Regions from separate parts of the Nomascus leucogenys genome. Here region 1 is linked to region 2. The links are chromatin contacts, called in public Hi-C maps. All regions are on one chromosome and are shown on one strand. Each heading gives the region's core, a stretch centred on a gene start, on an enhancer-like site or on the middle of the called end of the contact. The rest is flanking DNA. Distances are from core to core; before and after follow the strand shown. Region 1 has its middle 27 kb from the start of KIZ. Region 2 holds the start of NKX2-2 (homeobox protein Nkx-2.2).

The links. Hi-C and Micro-C count contacts between places; a contact is called where the count stands out from the background.
Region 1: a contact with region 2 is called in a Hi-C map of an unstated tissue, with 4 times the contacts expected there. The contact joins the enhancer-like site here to the promoter of NKX2-2 in region 2. A contact is called at or near these places in 2 of 4 Hi-C or Micro-C datasets (a lymphoblastoid cell line and an unstated tissue).

The regions. Positions count from the first base shown.
Region 1 is chr13:44,001,291-44,005,520 of Asia_NLE_v1, forward strand. No RefSeq gene overlaps it. Among named protein-coding and RNA genes, the nearest start is that of KIZ, 27 kb to the left of the region's middle. Within about 2 kb of position 2,576, the one cell type or tissue checked has an H3K27ac peak away from gene starts, as active enhancers do. A contact at or near this core is called in a lymphoblastoid cell line, where this site is marked.
Region 2 is chr13:43,574,629-43,579,238 of Asia_NLE_v1, forward strand. It overlaps NKX2-2 (homeobox protein Nkx-2.2), which reads left to right and starts at 1,817. Exons shown (of 4, transcript XM_030826388.1): 1 at 1,817-1,889.

The DNA of each region.
Region 1 (4,230 bases), core at 1,326-3,825, 430 kb after region 2:
ATCAAGCCTTTTGAAGTCTGCCAGAGCTGCGGTTTGTTAATTGACACTGTTCAACTGAGTGACAATTGTTCCGCTCAGTGGGGGCCATCCACTCCCTTCCTCCCTCCCCTTCCTTTTTTTTTTTTCTTATAAAATAGGAGTTGACTCCTTGGTTCTCCGTTCTTCTGTGCCAAGGGGCAGGATTTGTTTAAGACGGCAAGGGCTTTGGCGATTCTGTGCGTTGAAGTCTTTCTTACATTTGTGTGAATGTACTTCAGGAAGGCCGTGTTAAATTCTCTCACTCCAGATCCCGGAGGGTCGCCGCTGCACCCCTGTTCCGGGCATGAGCTGGAAAGGCCCTCTTAGTGGGTCCCGTGACCTGGAGCGAGTTAGTCTGAGACTTTGAGGACAGGTTGGGAGTCTTTCCCCTTCCTTGACACTGGGAGGAGCCAGGAAGCAGGGCGTTGTGGGTATGCGGCTAGAGGGAAGGTTCCAGACACGTCGAGAGTGGGAAACTTAAATTCCCCTCTCTGGTATAGGAGCAGGCTTTAGCTCCAGGGTCTTTTCAGGGTAAGGAGTCGGTGCCCGCTTAAGATGGCATGATAGATAGCAGGGGGCCTCAGTGTGTCCTCACTCTCCACTTGGCCTTGAAGTGGGGACGCTGAGCCGCGCGGCTCCTTGGCGATTCGCCAGGTCTCTGTTCGCAAACAGCTCAGTTGCGAGGCCCAAGTATACCTAAAGCAGAATCTCGGCCGCGGGCCTTCAGCACTGCCCTCCAGGCCTGGGAAAGATACCTCGATGCCCAACTGGCCACGCCGCCAGGTCTGGCCTTGCGTATCCGCCTCCAAGGATCCAAGGCCGGCCTGGGGCTGTACATTCGAGTCCGGGGAGAGCCCGGAGCTACTCCATCACCGCCCCTGCCCCAAGGCGGTCGCGCCCTCACCCCACGCCGCACTCCACCCCCAACCACCCCCGCGTGCCCCCCGCGAGCCTCTGGCCCCTGCACGCAGCTAGGGGGCTGTGTTCCAACTCCCATCTCCATCCCCATGGTGGCGCAGCCGAGGAAACCTTTCATGACTAAGGCCAAGCCCAAGCCCAATCGTGGCAGCTTTTCCAGGAGGCAGGCACTGGGCGGTTAAATTCGAAGGAGCGGGTAAATACGTCTTGCCCGGCTCCAAAGTTAGCTGCCTGCGCAAAAGGAAGCGCTGAGCTACCCGGTGGAACTGCCTAGCCGCTAGCGTGGCTACTCCAACCTGGGGCCCGAGCCCCCGGAGCTGGCGGCCGCGGACTGCGTCCCTGGGGACACTGGAGGGGACTCCAGGGACAGCGTGGGTGGGCCTTTCCCCCCCGCACGCGCCTCTGTTACTCTCTTTCGGGGCCAGAGCCGGGGCAGCGCTTTAAATTAAAGTCGACCTCCAGCGCTGGGTGAAGTCTTGGGTCCGCCCGGTCCCGGCCCGGGAGCCCTAGGTGAGGGTGGTCGGGGTTTGGCAGGGGCTAGCGGGTCAGCCCCTATTTCTGCCACCACCCCGATTGCTTCTCGATGTCCGCCCCCGCGCTCCCTCCCTCGCCCGCGCTCCCTGCACGTCGCCGCGTTTACCAGCGCGTTTTGTTCCCCTGTCGGATTCCCGGCCGAGGGGCTGTAACCGTGCTCTCCTCCGACGGACGCTAATCAAGTAATTTCCCCATCCCAGCCCCATCAAATTGCTCTTTAGCTGTTGAACCGCGGAGTTTTGCTCGCCTTTTCACATGCTAATCACGCCCATTCAGCGGCTCTCGGTGGGGCTGTTTGTCGCGGGATAAATCTCCTTGTTTGCCCGCTGCATGATTAATTGATATTGTTGTCTGGCTTTTGTGGGGACCGCGAGGAGCTGAAAGGCGACGCGTCGTGGCTGCGCCGGGGCCGCTGGCGACATCATCGGGCTGCCGAGGTCCCGGCGCGGTCGGGCCGGGGCTGATGACATTATGGGCCCGATTTGGTTTTCCTTATTAGAAACATGATGAAAGTAAGACTAGTAAGACTTGGAAACCTCCGGTCTTACAACCCACCAACTGGGTGCAGAAACCGCAGGCGTTTAAGCCACAAGCTCAGACAAAGCCCTGGTGTTTGCTCAATTCAGGGGAAAAAGTGGATGTCACTTCTCCACGCAGGAGACAATTAAATCTCATTTCGGCCCACCCGGGATTTCAACAGAGTTGAACATGAACGCACAGCATAGTGGTTTGGTTTTACAAAGAACAAAAAGAAAAAAAATGTTTTTTGGGTTAGCGGTTGTAAAAGCAGGAACCTTCTAAGGTTAAAACCCCTAAAAAATAAGTAAATGGAAGCCAGAGCCTCCCTTGTAGGCAGCGGTGGAGGAAAGTTGCGCAGAGGAGCTTCCACGCCAGGCCCCTAGCGATGCAGTTTGCGGAAACGCGACTCCCTTCGAATCGTCGGCTTCGGTGAAACCCCGGGCTAACGCTGGGCTCGCGCGATTCCCAAGGCCCGCGTCCGCCTACAAGCCAATGTTTTATTTGACATCACTGGTCCCTGCTCGTGGCAGTATTTTGCCGCCGCCCGCAGGTGTACAGTCAAACCAACAAATTCCTCCGCCCCCTGTACCCCTCCCACTCTCTCCCCTGAGCACTGGGGTTTTATCCTCTACGGACATTCCTAAAAACTTGAAGATTCAATTAAATAATTTCAGTTACGAAGTGCTACTACCGCCTGCTTATTGCAAATATTTCCTTTTTCGAGTTCTTAAAAAAAAAAAGCAAAGAGAAGAAAAGAAACTGTCGCTTTCGCTTTCACTGCGCGCGGGGTAATTGATAGGCGCCATCGGAGGTCAGAATTTGCATAAGAATTAACAGCAGTAAATTAATTTAATATTCCATGCACATCTCCAATTATTCCTGGAGACCTTTGTCTCCGCGGCTGCCAGAGAGGGGATTCAGCTGCTCTTCAGCCAAACAACATCTGTGCGGTTAATAATTTGATAAACAGCTCATACAAATAGTTTCTGAATTATCTGGCAGCCCAATGACTATTCAGTTTGGAAACGTTTTGGCAGGGTCTCCCGGAGTCCTCTGAGAGCCTCAGGCACCCGCCCTGACAAATGTCTTCTTATCTTTTAAACATCAGCAGACGACAATGTGTAAAATAAGTAATTATCATTAAGCAATAACTCTAACCCTTATATATAAAAAAAGAAGGGCCCCTGGGTCACCAGGGTGTCAGCAGGTCGTCTGTCAGGTACCCCAAGATGAAGAAATATGTTGGGGAGTGGGGATGGGTGAAGAATGACCTGAAGGGGAAGAGAAGACCTGGGTGCTGGGAGGGGCTGGATAGGGATGGGGAGCTGTGTTTTTAAAGATCGTGGATTGAAATTGAGTGACAATTTGTGCATGGAAATATCTGTAAGGAAGGCTCACAGTTGCCACTGGAAAGGAACCAAGGTAGGTGGGCTACAGGGAGACCAACTTTCCACTGTGCTGTTTCTTGAATCTTTCACTTTTCTCCCCACGTGCAGGTATTGTTTATTTCAAATGTAAGTACATAAAAATATATTGTGTTTACCAGAAAGCAGGGTAAATTATTTTGGCTGGATATTGTCCTGCCTGGCTCGGGGCTATCCTCCTCCTGACCACTGTCCTTCCTTCCTATCTTCACCCTCAGCCAGTGCACCCGCATCCTGAAAGCAACTTCCCAGAAAGCACAGGTTTATCCAAAACCGTGGAGAGGGCACACATCCTGTCACAGACTCAGCCAAAGCACTGAGTTGGCCCAAACTGGAAAGGAGGCACTTGTAGAATGAGGCCGTTGTGTTGTTAAAACAGGCCTGAATTTAAACACTTACCCGTTGCTCTTCTTGTTTCTACACTAAAGATTTCATGGCTGCGATTATGTTCTTTTATCTTTCTGTTACCCAGAGCAGAGCCTGTTCCTGATAAAAAGTCTAGAAAGGAACCATTTGATCATGAATGAGACTCAGGATGCTCTAATTCGTGCAACCTGCACATTGCAGCTCTGTTTACTCCAAGCCTGTGTTTACCCTGGAATTGTTCTGCACCCTCTGCAATATAATAGGATGTTCGAGCAGGATCTTTATCTCTCTGTCTATACATTCCCACATGTTTGATGTATACACCTCACCCATTCAATATTCTACTTTCTATTTCCTATACTGCCAGCAATCTAAGTACTTGAAGCCACTGAAAACTACCTAGAAGTTCTGAGGAGTGTCAAAGCAGTAACATGCTAGAGCTTTGTCCTGG
Region 2 (4,610 bases), core at 567-3,066:
GCAGGCCTGAAGGTAGCCCCAGGTTTTTCTGCAGTTAACTAAAGCTTTCTAGGAGCTCATCTAAAGCCCAAGAGAGCAAACCCAGAGAGTCACTGTTCCTCCTCAGCACTTCAGGTTAAGAGGTTCATTTTATAGCTCTTTTTGCCCCTATCAAATGGGTCTCTCCTCCCCACCCCCAGCCCATGTTGGTTCTCCCCTTCTCTCCCACCCTCTTTCAACAGCATCATTTTTCCACCCTTAACAGCCATCTAAGGATAGTTATCCAGTGAACACAGACCTGGGGTAACTGGTAATGGTAAAGTCAAAGGCTTATGTTTTTCCCTGCAGTAGGGCAACATTTTTCATCTCTTATTTTCCTTGGCCAGAAGGAAGATGTCATTCAGGGAACCCCAGGTGTTTTGAAGATGAAAAGGAAGGTAGGGGGTCTGGCTCAGTGCTTATTAACCACAGAGAGAATTTGGTTCACTTCAAGAAATAGTAAAATAATGGCAATGGAGAGACAATGCCTCTTAATGAATTCATGTGAGTAAAGTACGAGGTGACCAGTTTGGGGACATGCAGTCCTGAGGCTGCCTTCTGAAGAAGGAAAGCAAAACGATTGTTTTCTATTAGAACAGAGTATTTACTTCCCTTTCCTGCAGCACCCAGGGCCACCGGATTCCATATTCCGAGGCCAGGGCTGCCTCTCCCAGTGCTCTGGCTGCCCTTCAATTTAAATAAGGCAGGTGACATGCGACCACCGGCCCGAGGCAAGAATAATTTCAGGTGCTCCCTCAGCCAGGTGAACTGCTCCACTTCCCAAAATCCTTCCCTCAGGGCTCAGGAGACCCCACCCTCAAATCCCACCCACCCACAGAGTTGGGCATCTCTAGCACACTACCCTTGCTGTGTCAGACCGGGTCCCATGAAACGTATCAACCGCCTGGAAAATAAAACAACCTCCCAGGGGCCCGTAACAAAAGGAAGGCAAGAGCAGGGGAAACAGGAAAGCTACGGAAATAAACCCCAGAGACTGCCTTTAATCCTGGACAGGTGGCATTTTGGCACAAGCGCACTGAAATCACTTTCCTCCCCTGGGCTGCAGGGGTGAATCCCTTTCCCGGGAAGACCGATACCCCTCAACCTGGAGAGGAGATCGTGCCGGGGGAGGAGCCTGGAGCCGGGGCGAGAGGTCTGTGACCTCCCGCGAAGTCGTGCTATCGGCCTTGGATCCGCGTATCTAGTGTAAACGCGGTTTCACACATAAATAACGTGCCACATCTGGCCCTTTGGTTTTATGGCGTCTTAGCGACCGAGCAATTTATAGATGGCGACCTTGTTAACCAGCAGTCCGGGCTCGCCAGGAGCTGCGGAGTCCAAGGCACTGCTGGGGAGGGAGGAGGGGCGAGGGTCAGGAGAAACCTGGGGTCCCAGGTCTCCAGCTCAGAGGGGCGCTGGAGGGAGGGAATCTACCGGCGCGTTTGGGGGCAGGGGGCCGAGGCGGGGTGGAAGCCCCCTCCCCGCAAAGCCGACCATGTGGCAGCTGAAAGAGCCATCGAAGCCCAAGTGTGTTTGCGCTCATACCCAATTTATTACCGCTGAACATATGGCCAATATTTTGACTCACGTCAGTCCGGCAAGGAAAACAAACAGAGCGCGCGCGGCGCGGGGGAGCTGCCCCCTCCACTGGGGCTGCGCGGTGGCCGCGGGGCCGGAGCTGGGAGGGTGGGGCCGCTGGGCCGGGAGCCTGGAGCCAGGAGCCCGGAGCCGGGAGGGGGAGCGCTCGCCCGCCGCGTCGAGCCGCCGCCCGAGCGCCCGCGACTCCGCAGCCGCCGGTGACTCGGGATAAAGAACGGCCAGGACCTGCGCGCTCGCCCAGCCGAGGCTCCAGCGGCGCAGCCGCGCTCCAGGTGAGCCTCCAGCTGGCGCGCGTTTCCGGTGGACGCGGGATGGGGGTGGCGCGGGGCACCCGGCGGAGCCCGGGAGCCGCAGCGGAGCCCGGCGGTGGCGATGGAGGAAGCCCGGCGTCGCCCTCGCTGCCAGGCGCTGACTGTCTGGTCCTCCTGCCACAGCCGCCCGGCGCGGGAACGCGCTCCGGGCACGGTCACCGCGGCCTGCCAGCAGAGAGGGGTTTCGGGGCACCGTCGTCGCCGCCGAGCGGCGCCGGAGCTCGGGTTCATGGCGGACCCCGGTTATGAGCCCCTCGCTCTCCCGGGTCCTGACTCGGCTCAGTCCCCAAGCCGCGTAGTCCGGACGCAGCAGGTGGGCAAGTGCGGGGCCTCTGAAGTTCTCCCCGACTTTGCGGATCACGGCAGGAGTGGGGAGCACTCGAGGACAGGCAGAGCCCCTCTGTCGCGCCTGCAGTCAGGAAAAGTTTTACCTGCCGCCGAGGCCAGGTGCTCCCGCCGCTGCGCACTTTCCGGTGCGGTCAGGGAAAGCGGGACTGTCCCAGGGGCTGGGAAGGTGCGGGGCTGGGGGGTGGAGGAGGAGGGAGGGGCGCGGCACCCGCGGCGGCCCCCGCCTGCGGTCCCCTGAGCCCCGCCTGGTAGGGCGCGCGGTGGGGGAAGGGCGCAGAGCGAGGGGGGTCCGGGTAGGTGGAGTACTAGATAAAGACGCGCCTTGAAATGCGGCGGGGCTGTCGCCGCAGCTCCGGGAGTAGGAGGCGGAGCGGGCGCACGGAGCGCCTGGCTAGCTCCCTCCGGATTGCTCGGGGCCGGTTGCGCCTCGGCTGGCGGGGCCGCGGTGAGGAAGGGGCGGCCGCTGCACCCACCTCCACCGGGTAAGTCGCCCCCTGTGCGTCGCAGGGGGCTCGGGATCGGGGATTGAAACAGAGGCAGAAGTCCCGAAGGTAATTTGGAGATGGCGCCCAGTGGAGACAGGGGCTTCTCCTCAGGCGGAACTGGGACGTGAGGGGACGGTGGTGATGAGCAGGAGGGCAAGCGGTGGGAGTCGCAGACAGGAGGAGCCGGGGCTGAGGGCCCGCGCCGTGGACTGAGGTCTCTGGAGAGGCGACTGAAGACTGGAGTTTGGGAGGCGAGTGTCGCCTGGGCCGCGGCCGGCTCCGGACAGTTCTCGTTTGTGTCAGTAGAGATCGCCAGAGGATCAGAAATGAACCTCGGTGAGGTCCTTGTCTCCGAGGGGCGCCCCCTCCGCCCCAACCTCCTCCCATAGCACACACGCACACACTACCAGGAGGCTCTTTGGAGCTCCTCTGGCGCCTTCTCGACTTTAGTGGCTCTTGGGGCTGGAAAGGGGTCGTTGCGTCTAGGGGAAGGTTGTGAACCTCTGGTGCTCACACTGGAGAGAGAGAGACAGAGCCCTAGGAACCCCCTCTCTGTGCCCAAGGGCCCAAGGGTGCATTCCCTGTCCTTCCCGGACCCAGCCCTTAGCTCGAGCTAAGAGCGTGCCTTCCCCGCGCCACCGACAACTACTTTTCACATCAGCCTGCCCGACCCAGCTTTAAGTGTTGAATGCTAACCCGTTAGGAGAGCCGCTTGTTTTCCAAAGTCTTGTGGTAATGATTTTGTCACGTGTTAAGAAGTAAATTCAGATAAGAGAGTGCTTTCAGCGCGCGTTTCCTGGAGAAACCCAGATCTCCCGTATTGAAATCGCCCTCATCCGGGGAAGGTCGGGCTTGGCTGAAAGAACGTTCCTGAAGGCAACACTGACGATGCGTAATCTCATTGTAACATATTTAATCATTAGAGCAGCGCGAACGAATAAAGCGAAGGAGTTCGCCCAGGGGGACGTGGCATTTGGTTCCCCAATAAACCGGTGATAATGGATTGGCTGGGACAGGCTCGTTTGGCCCGAGGGGGGCTTAAAGCTAGATTTTTAAAGAAAATATTGGAGAGAGGCCGGTTCCATTTTGTAGCGTGCCCGGAGCCACAGTTCGTGTTCAATTTAACATCCATGAAAGTTAAACGGCTTTCCTCGCCTTTTATTTTATTGGATGCATTTTTAAAGATCTCATTAAAGTGCATTTATCAAAGTCCTAACATATGCCCGCAGGGTCTTATGCCCACACAATGAGGCTGATTAATAGAAAGACAAATACTAATTTCTATTACTATTTACATCCTCGGGAGATATTTGCCCCTTTTGTGGTGGGAGGGAGGCAGATTAATTGGGAAAGTGTTGTATATTTCGCCTTGAAAAAGAATGGGGAGAAGGGAGCTCACCTAGATGCCTTCCTCCTGCACCCACAGTTAATCGCAGGGAGACTCCAGGCTCTAGGTCCCAGGATCAGTTCTGTCCGTGGCATCAGTGGGGTTCCCGCCACTCTGTAGGAACGGGGTGGGGATTTTCCCCCAGACACAGAATCTGAACTCAGTCTCTAGGCCTGGAGAACTTAGCTACCCAACTCCTTCTTAGTTGACTTGGGAGGATTGTCCATCTGGGAGGCATCCACTCATTCTTCCCTTCCTGGGGCAATTTAAAGAGTTAATATAATATGGACCAAAGGGGGAAAAAAAACTCACCTTAGGCTTGAACCCAAAGTTGGCTGAGATTTCCTTTCTTTTCACACTAGTGCCCACTTTCTCGTCCACCTGTCCAATGGCTGTGAGTCTCTCCTGCCAGAGATCTGCCGGGCACGGTCTGGCCTCTCCAAAGTTGCAGGCTCACACAGC